Linked DNA regions of Zea mays: region 1 is linked to region 2. The links are chromatin contacts, called in public Hi-C maps. All regions are on one chromosome and are shown on one strand. The core of a region is the stretch at or near the end of the contact, and the rest is flanking DNA. Distances in the headings are between cores, read along the strand shown. Region 1 holds the start of LOC103649684 (NADH-cytochrome b5 reductase-like protein). Region 2 has its middle 20 kb from the start of LOC100382270.

The links. A called contact is a pair of places that touch in the nucleus more often than the background predicts.
Region 1: a contact with region 2 is called in a Hi-C map of endosperm, with 4 times the contacts expected there. The contact joins the promoter of LOC103649684 here to the enhancer-like site in region 2. A contact is called at or near these places in 3 of 25 Hi-C or Micro-C datasets (bundle sheath, endosperm and tassel).

What each region holds. Positions count from the first base shown.
Region 1 is chr3:11,531,991-11,536,371 of Zm-B73-REFERENCE-NAM-5.0, reverse strand. It overlaps LOC103649684 (NADH-cytochrome b5 reductase-like protein), which reads right to left and starts at 1,612. Exons shown (of 13, transcript NM_001319756.1): 1 at 1,428-1,612; 2 at 1,240-1,279; 3 at 604-679; 4 at 287-346. The coding sequence starts at 1,550.
Region 2 is chr3:11,231,001-11,235,436 of Zm-B73-REFERENCE-NAM-5.0, reverse strand. No RefSeq gene overlaps it. Among protein-coding and RNA genes, the nearest start is that of LOC100382270, 20 kb to the right of the region's middle. Within about 2 kb of position 2,511, at least 16 of the 20 cell types and tissues checked have an H3K27ac peak or open chromatin away from gene starts, as enhancers often do. A contact at or near this core is called in endosperm and tassel, where this site is marked.

The DNA of each region.
Region 1 (4,381 bases), core at 363-2,862, 300 kb before region 2:
CCTGAACATGAACAGACAGCAGAAAACATCAGGTTTTTTATTTGAGAAACACAAACAACCATTTTGCTTTGCACAGAAACTGTTATTCGTTAGAACAATGGTTTCAAATAGGATAATAGGAAACATACATGTACATAGAATTTGGAAGAAGAATAAATATATATAAGCACGATTTTAATCAAATTCAACACAAAAATTCCTCCCAGTTAAAACATAACACCTTGCATTGACCATGACAGGAGCCTCCCCTTAAAAAGACACGGCAATCTGCAGTTGAAGAATATACCTTGTGATGAGGCACGAGGCAACATCAAGTCCCAGTTTAGTTGATGGATCAAATGAAAACCTACAAGATAAAATAACTTGCATAAGCCTCACAATGAAGCAGATAAACTTTATAAAACTTAAACAAAGGGAGAAGACATTAGCATGGTACATATGAAAATCTTGGTGAAAACAAAATTCAGCACTTATACAATTACAATGCATTGCACGAGATTAAGATACACCACACAGTAAAAGCATAGCCACATATTCCGTGAAATGAGATAAAGAAGTATTCATGGAGTCATGAAATTAAGGAAGAATTTCTTCAATAGCTACCTGAATAACTGTGAGTTGTGACTGACTGTTGCCTTCTCTTGGAGCTTGAACTCTAGCCACTTATCAGGGTTAAGTGCTGAACAACAAGACAATGCTCCATCAATAACAAGTAAAAACACAAATGACCATATAATGTAAGCATAAGTAAGAAAAGTTCATCAGTATGCTGAGACTATCTAAATTTTGTATCCTTAGAGCTGATTTATAAATGATAAAAGAAAGAAAAAAAAACAGAGTTTAACCCTATCCATGTAAAGTTATTCATAGAACAGCACCCCTTAAAACGATATGTAGGGTGCAACAAATTCACTGTGCAGCAACATGAATATTAGAATGCTTGAACTCGTCAACGAATGTAAACTCTAGACTGTGGTATGCCTCCAGCAACACATGTGACCATGGACTATCGTTCATAACAGCAGACGTCACCCTCGAATAGCGAAATTCCTCTAAAACTGATGTGTTCCATATTCCAAACAATGTGAAGGTGGAATCCAGCGGCAAACATCATTATCAGCTCTAACCACGCAACAAAGAAAGAAGGTTTCATAGGCATACACACATAAATACGATCGATCCTCACATCGACGAAACCTAGATCCGATCAAATTCGGAGAGAAAGGGGTTGCAGCTCACCAACTTGCTCAGCGGCTTTGCCCGTCTCCTCCAAGTGCGCCTGCAATCATCCGGCACCGTGAGCCAAGCAAAAAAAAAACGCATCACCTCACATTCAGAAATCAGCAGTAGCTAGGGACAGAAGAAACAGAACCCGAGAAATGAAATGGGGTTGGGGAGAGGACAGCAGGCAGTTCTCAATTTCGTACAACGGTGGGGGAAGACGACGCGTAGAAGAGCGTCGCTCCACCGCAGGCGGCGGCGGCGGCGGCCCCCAGCGGGACGCGGCCGCGGTGGGTTCCGGCGAGTCTACGGAGCAGCAGCGCCGCCATGCCGATTGGCGGAGGAGGCGAGATGTCTCGTCGAGTGATCGATCCGATCTGATGGGAACGGGAGCGGACGGCCCAGCAGGGGTTTTTTCCCCACACTAGTGTCCGCTTTGATGGAGGTTTTACAGATGGCCGAAGTCAGGACCACACTTGGGAGTTGGGAGAACATTTCGGTCACCCTGCAACCTGCGCCAGCTACACTGTAGAGTAATTTTGAACAAATGGTAGGGATGGAAACGCCAATAGCAACGTATGCAGATCCTTGGAAACCTGTCAAATCGGTTTGAGACTCGTGCACAGTCAAATGGGCTTGATGCGTGCACACTAAAGCTGAGTCCAGTGCACAGCCTCTCTCTCGCTCCTGCCACGTCAGCTCTCGCCTCCACTCTCGCCCCTGCTGCTCCAGTGTACAGGCTGCAGCAGGCTACAGCCTCAGGCTATAGCACACGTGGACCAATCAGAAGCCACCACTCACTGTCGCCCCTCGCTCTCGCCCGCGAAGACGCCATCGCCAACGCGTCGCCTCACTCTCGCCTGCCTATCGCTGGGCGGTAGCAGTAGCGCCCGCCGGGTCGCTCTCGCCCGCCTCCAGCCCCGCTCTCGCCTCCTGCTGGGCGCTATCGCCCTCACTATAGCCTGCATTGGCACCAGCCTAAGACTGTGTTCAGCGGTTCCCCCTAAATTTCTCCCCCTATATCTCACTCATGTGTCACGTCAGCGTTCTCTTTCCCCCTATATCTCCACGCTCTACAGCGGTTCCCCCTATATCAAACCTCTATACCCTACCACACCAATATTATATACATTTCCAACCCAACCGTATCCGCACCGGTAGCTTTCGGACGATATCGCGCGCGAGCGTGGAGGAGAAGTGACCGGCCACCGCGGGATAGCGTTCCTCTGCATCTAGAGGGAGAGAGAAGAATGCTACCGGGTAGGGGGGCTCGTAGAGAGAACCGCTGTGGCATTTAGCGTTCAACTGTAGCTGCTGAAGTAGCGAGGGGGAAGCAGTAGAGAGAAGCGTTGAAGTAAGTCTAAGGGACTGCTTGGTTGTGGCTAACACGCTGCACTTTTCCTAAGTTTAGTTAGGGATGGGCATTCGGTTTTTTTAAACTTCGGTTTGGTTTTTCGGTTTTAAAAACTTCGGTTTTCTAGACATTAGAAACCGATCGGTTTTCTAGAAAATGAAAAATCGAGAAGTTCGGTTTCGGTTTTTTACTTCGGTTTTTCGGTAAAAACCGAATACCAAACTTATACTCAAGACAACACATATAATAAGTTTATATGATAGATTACACATAATTTTAAAAAGTAAAAATTATATAGGTACAAATATTTAGAGATACATCATACATCACATATAAATAAGTGAATAACAATTTAATTGCTTCACACATTTAGTTCACATAATCGAATAGTCAAATTTTAGAATTGATAAAGTTTGGTATTCGGTTTTTTTGGTATTTCGGTTCGGTATACGGTGAAAACCGATTACGATACCGAAAACCGAACTTCTGAGATACAAAAACCGAAACCAAACCGAACTACCGAAAAGACCGAAATTTCGGTACGGTTCGGTTCGGTCTTTGGTTTATGGTAAAAAAGTGCCCACCCCTAAGTTTAGTCATTTAAATTAAAGAACTAACCTTAGATAGAGAAGTTAGTCAAGGTGTGACAAGTTAGTCAGCGAACCAAACAGCCCCTAAACTCTAAACCTCTAAAGTTTCTCCCCAACCCTCCTAACAAAATATTAAAGGTTATGTTTGAAATTGAAATGTGAAAGGGAAATAGGGTCAAAGGTTTTCCTATATGATTTTGGTGGTTGAATTGCCCAACACAAACAATTGGACTAACTAGTTTACTCTAGAATATATGTTCTACAGGTGCCAAAGGTTCACAACAAACCAATACAAAGTTAAAAGAAAGGGTTCAAAACAAAGGAGAAAGAAAACCGAAGGCTGCCCTGGTCTGCCACACCGGACTGTCTGGTGTGCCACCGGACAGTGTCCGGTGCACCAGGGTAGATCAACTCAAACTCCTCAGCTTCGGGTTTCTGGAAAATGCTCTCCGCTATAATTCACCGGACTGTCCGGTGTAGCACCGGACTGTCCGGTGTGCCAACGGGAGCAACGGCTAGCGCGCCAACGGTCGACTGCAAAAGTGAACAGTGAACAATGTCGACTGCGCGCGCAGAGTCAGAGCAGGTGCTAGAAGGCGCACCAGACAGTGAACAATGACTGTCTGGTGCACCACCGGAGTGTCCGGTGGCCCAGTTGTCAGAAGCTCCAACGGTCGAACCCTAACGGTTGGGTGACGTGGCTGGCGCACCGGACAGTGTCCGGTGGCGCACCGGACTGTCCGGTGCGCCCGTCGACAGCAGAGTTACCCAACAGGCATTTTTGTGGGTGGGGCTATAAATACCCCCAACCACCACACATTCAAGGCATCCAAGTTTTCAGCCATTGCATTCAATACAAGAGCTCTAGACTTCACTCCAAGACACAAACAAGAGATCAAATCCTCTCCCAAGTCCAAAGATCATTCCAATCAAATAGTGACTAGTGAGAGAGATATTTGTGTTCATTTGAGTTCTTGCGCTTGGATCGCTTTTCTTCTTACCCATTTCTTGTTCCTAAGTCATTTGTAATCAAGGCAAGAGACACCAATTGTGTGGTGGTCCTTGTGGGGATTAAGTGTCCCGATTGATTGAGAAGAGAAGCTCACTCGGTCTAGGTGACCGTTTGAGAAAGGGAAAGGGTTGAAAGAGACCCGGTCTTTGTGACCACCTCAACGGGGACTAGGCCTTCGAGGGCCAAACCTCGGTAAAACAAATC
Region 2 (4,436 bases), core at 1,262-3,761:
ATAACTTGTGTTCTTTGTGTTGATTCTTAATTGTGATTTATTTCTTCCTCTCTCTCTCCCTAGTTCTCTTGCTTGTGTTTGATTCTATATCATTTGAGTTGCTCTCAAAGTTATTCCATAATCATTTGAGAAACTATAGCAAGAAGAACAACTCTCCCTCACTCTGATTGTTTCAATTCTTGTTCTAACACCTAACCAGAGTTTGAGTTTTTGTTTTAAGTTGTAAATTACAGGTTTTGCCTATTCATCCCCATTTAGGTGATTTTCATACCTTCAAGGGTATGATTTCATCCCCAATGAGCACATGTCTTAAGGCTTTCTACCTTACCACTTGCTTGCCCCCCCCCCCCGCCCCGAGTTGGATTCCTCAAGTAATTGAGGATAACAACTCTTTGGTCAGTCACATTGTTCTATAGAATCTCCAACTCAAGGTCCTGGTTAACAACTCGGTAATGCTCGACCCAGTCATTTGGGTCTGCCTCGGTAATGCTCGACCCAGTCATTTGGGTCTGCGCAGCCAGACAAAAGCTTTCCCTTGCCCCGTGCGCAATAGGGCACACCTTAATTGCTCGCATTGAATGCGGGCGGTGAGCTTGCTTCTGTCCGAAGGCTTCTGCCACGCGGCCATGAGCCATGTGTCGACACTGGACTCCTATCCGAGCGGAGAGTGGGGACCAAGGGCACATGCTGGCCTGAAGACTTGGGTCATGCCTGTCGGGGTCTGGATGTAAGACAGGAGGTCCGGGACCCACCTATGGGGGTTCGAACGACACACGTGGAGGTCAAGGACTCGCCATGAGGGTTCGTACGGTACACGTGGAGGTCTAGGAGCCATCATGGGGGTCCGGACGACATACGAGGAGGTCAAGGACCCACCCATGGGGCTTGGACGGCTTACGTGGAGGACCAGGACCCACACATGGGGGTCTGGGTGGCACGCATAAGGGTTCGGGCCCACTCGTGGGGGTCCAGACCCATGGGAGTAGTCGCTGAGCATCTTCTCTTGTGGGACACGTGGCACCAGAGCTGTACCTGAGCAGGGAGTGGGTTCCGAGGCCAGCGGTCCTGTTAGACGGGTCCGGTCCTATAGGTCCGGCTGCTCAGTTTCTTAGTACGCGGTTAGACCTAACCATGCAGGTATCCGCCTTGACACAGTTGAAGTGGATACCCTAGTTACGAGGTACCAACATGTTCCATGTTTGACTCGTGCTTTAAAGGAGCACTAGTCATATATTCGTGCGTTGCCACGGTTTTTATATATCACATGAGTAGAATTTTTTTAATTAAACAAAAAAATATGTGTAAACTATTGATTAGCTAGATGTGAATGTGAAGCCAACCACCAATGTAAACTTATTTTTTTTATAAAGCGGAAAGGGGAAGGGTAACACACGATGACTGTGGAACCACGAGTTAGACTAGAAAGAAGTATAAAGATTTTTTTTAAAGAGATAAAAATATTTGGACCACGAGTTAGATTAGAAAGGAGTATAATGATTTTTTTGCAAAAAGATATGATGGTGCAAACCAGGAAAATTGGTGTTTTATAGGAATATAAATGGAGAAGAGACATGAAAGAGAAGAGAGAGAGAGAGAGAGAAATGCCAAAAGTGCGAAGTTCACTTTGCTCTAGATGAGCCGATTGAGTATTTATTTAAGAATCAAGACCGGCGTTATGCGGTAAGCCCATGACGTTATGAGTTGGGTTGGAGATTTCGGGACACGGGCCTTAACACAGCCCGGCATACATAGTGATCAACTTATCTGGGCTGCTTTTCTGAGCTTTAATTTACATGGGCTTCTACGTAAGGAATTCCTATATTTAAGGAAGGTCACAAACAGCCTAAAAGGCCACTCGTACTTTTTAGTTTTAAAATTGCTATCACAGAGAGTAAAATAGAGAAAATCAATCATACCCTGATTTCTACTGCCAAAGAACTAAAATAGAGATAACGTCCGTTTATCATAAGTCTCTCCTAAATCAAGTTTTTTTAGAAAAATATAAAAACGTGTCTCCAACAGTTCTCCTAAAATGCTATCAATTTTTTCTAGACCTTAAAACAACTTATAGCTACAAATAAAAGATTTTTTAAGCTCCCTAGAATCTGTCGTTTTAATGGATCTATTAGAGAAATGATTAAAATTTATCAACTAATTTTTTAGATAACTCTTAAAACTAACTTTCAGAGTCATTTTATGGGAGCTCACGTAGATAACAGTATAAACGTTTGGCAGTTGCACCAAAACCAAGCGGCCTTCCAAAACGCTCTCGTCCTACCGGCCGACCCCGCGGCGGCAGCGATCCACAGGTGTCATGCACTGTGGCTGCACCCAGCCTCCAATCCTCCATTCAAGTTCCGCTCCCAAAGGCCCAAACCGAGGTTAAAAAAACAGGCGATGGCGACACCGCGAAACACGACGCCGCCGCGAATGATTGGGAGTGAGAGGGATCGCGTGAGCGGCGCGTACGGAGTGTACGCCACGCGACGCGGGGCGGGAGGCAGATGAATGATGATGACAAGGGCAAGCGGGCCGCGACAAGATCCACGATCCTAGGAGGCGCTGGTACATGATCGCCCCCCTTCCCTGCCTGGATTTTTGTTCGCTTCCCATTCCCGCCTGCGCCTTGTCTCTACCTGCTTGGATATTGCCAGATTCCTGCCCTCGTCATATGGCGGGCTCGCCCCCTCCCTAGGGCGGCTGTATCTTCCTCCTTGCTGTGCCCTGCAGCGGCGCCAGGTGCGGCCGCCGAGATAAAGGGGTGTGGGGTTACCGGTCTCTGCGAAAGTTAGGCTCAATTTTGCGCCGAACCGAGCCGATTGTGCCCCGATCGAAGGGTGCACAGTAGGATCTACGGGCATCACGCTTTCGGCCTTATGCCAAGGCAGGCATTGCTGTTCTCGGTTTTCCTGATCACGCGGAGAAATCGAATGCTACATAGTACATACCACTTACCAGTTACGTGGTGTTTGCGTCCATGCATTTTTTTGGTTTTTTAATCTGGTGGCCTCAGCTGAGGTCCTCATTTTTACGATTAGTTGTTTTTTTCAAGCAGCTGCTTAGTTTATTACTATTAGATTTTCGGGAGTAGTAAATAATATTGCACGTTTTTAAGTAGTAGTCTTAGAAGGGTATGGTTACACTAATCCATTTCCGAAACTACTGTATTGCCTCCAGGGTCCAGTTATTTATTCAGCATTGATAGTCTCCTCCGGGTTTCTCTTGTCTTGGACATAGTAATATGCTGCCTTTATCGGCAAAACTACAGGCTCCTAACTGTTTGCAAACAGATGCACTGACAAAAGGAGTCGAATCGCAAACATGCGGGGCCTGTGTTTGCTCCCTAATCTTGCTCAATAGGATTAACAAACTGAAACATTGTGTGTGGCATGCAATGGAAACAGAAAATCCATTTAGTTGATTTGGCTTAAGCATGAAACAGTTCACTCTGTTAGAATCCTCATTAGTTGAATGAATGGAGCTGATAATTATGTCTAAGATTCTTATATGTATGGAATCTACCATTTTTAATATCATGGCACACAATGCAGAATAGTTCTATGATGCTTGGCTGCTGTCCATGTGGTTACCATCTGTTATTCCTGAAATTATGCAAATGAATTCAGTTTATGTAATTCTTAAATTAATTACGCATGGTTGCAGAAGGCAGAGCATTCAAGTCATGCGTATTTGAATATTTGATTAACTTATTTGGCATACCATTGACTCACATGGTAATGGAAAAATCTCCTAAAATACAAGGCAATGAGTGACATGTAGAAGAGCTCAAGGCAAATAACTATGACACACGATATTGAACTAGTAGATTAGAGGACGGGAAGCCCTAAGTTCTTGGATCCTGCACGATTAAGAATAATTGTTGTTAGCATCTAGGAAAAATCATATCTCCGCATATTGTTCAAATGCCTTCTGAAGATTACATCAGTACAAGAAACCTGAAGGTGGGGGGGGGGGGGGGGGGGCGTTGATACGAGCCCCGTGTCCCAGAGATCTCGTACTCTAGGGATCATGCCCGGCGGCTCTAGCTAAGTCTGGTGCCCCCATGTCGAAAGACCAGATCCAAGAACCTCTTGGCCTTTAGGACTCTCTTGGCGTTCAGGGCTCTACTGGTCGGAAATCAAATTCACTGTTCTGCCAAGTGTAAGGACCCCTGTAGGCTACATCCACAACTTGGTAATCGAAGCCCTTAGGGCAAGACGACCCTAGCGGTATAACCCTGGTGCCATGTATACCCCTACCTAGGACAACCACCGGGTGCTGAGCTGTTAAGATAAGGCTTCCTCCATCATATTAAATGTGACATGAGACATTATGCTCAAAGAGGTGCACTGTTGCCGTAACGGAGGTAGCAGGTGTACCCATGACCACTGTACATTGTCCCTGTAGGCACAACAATGGATAGCAAGGGTACCTGG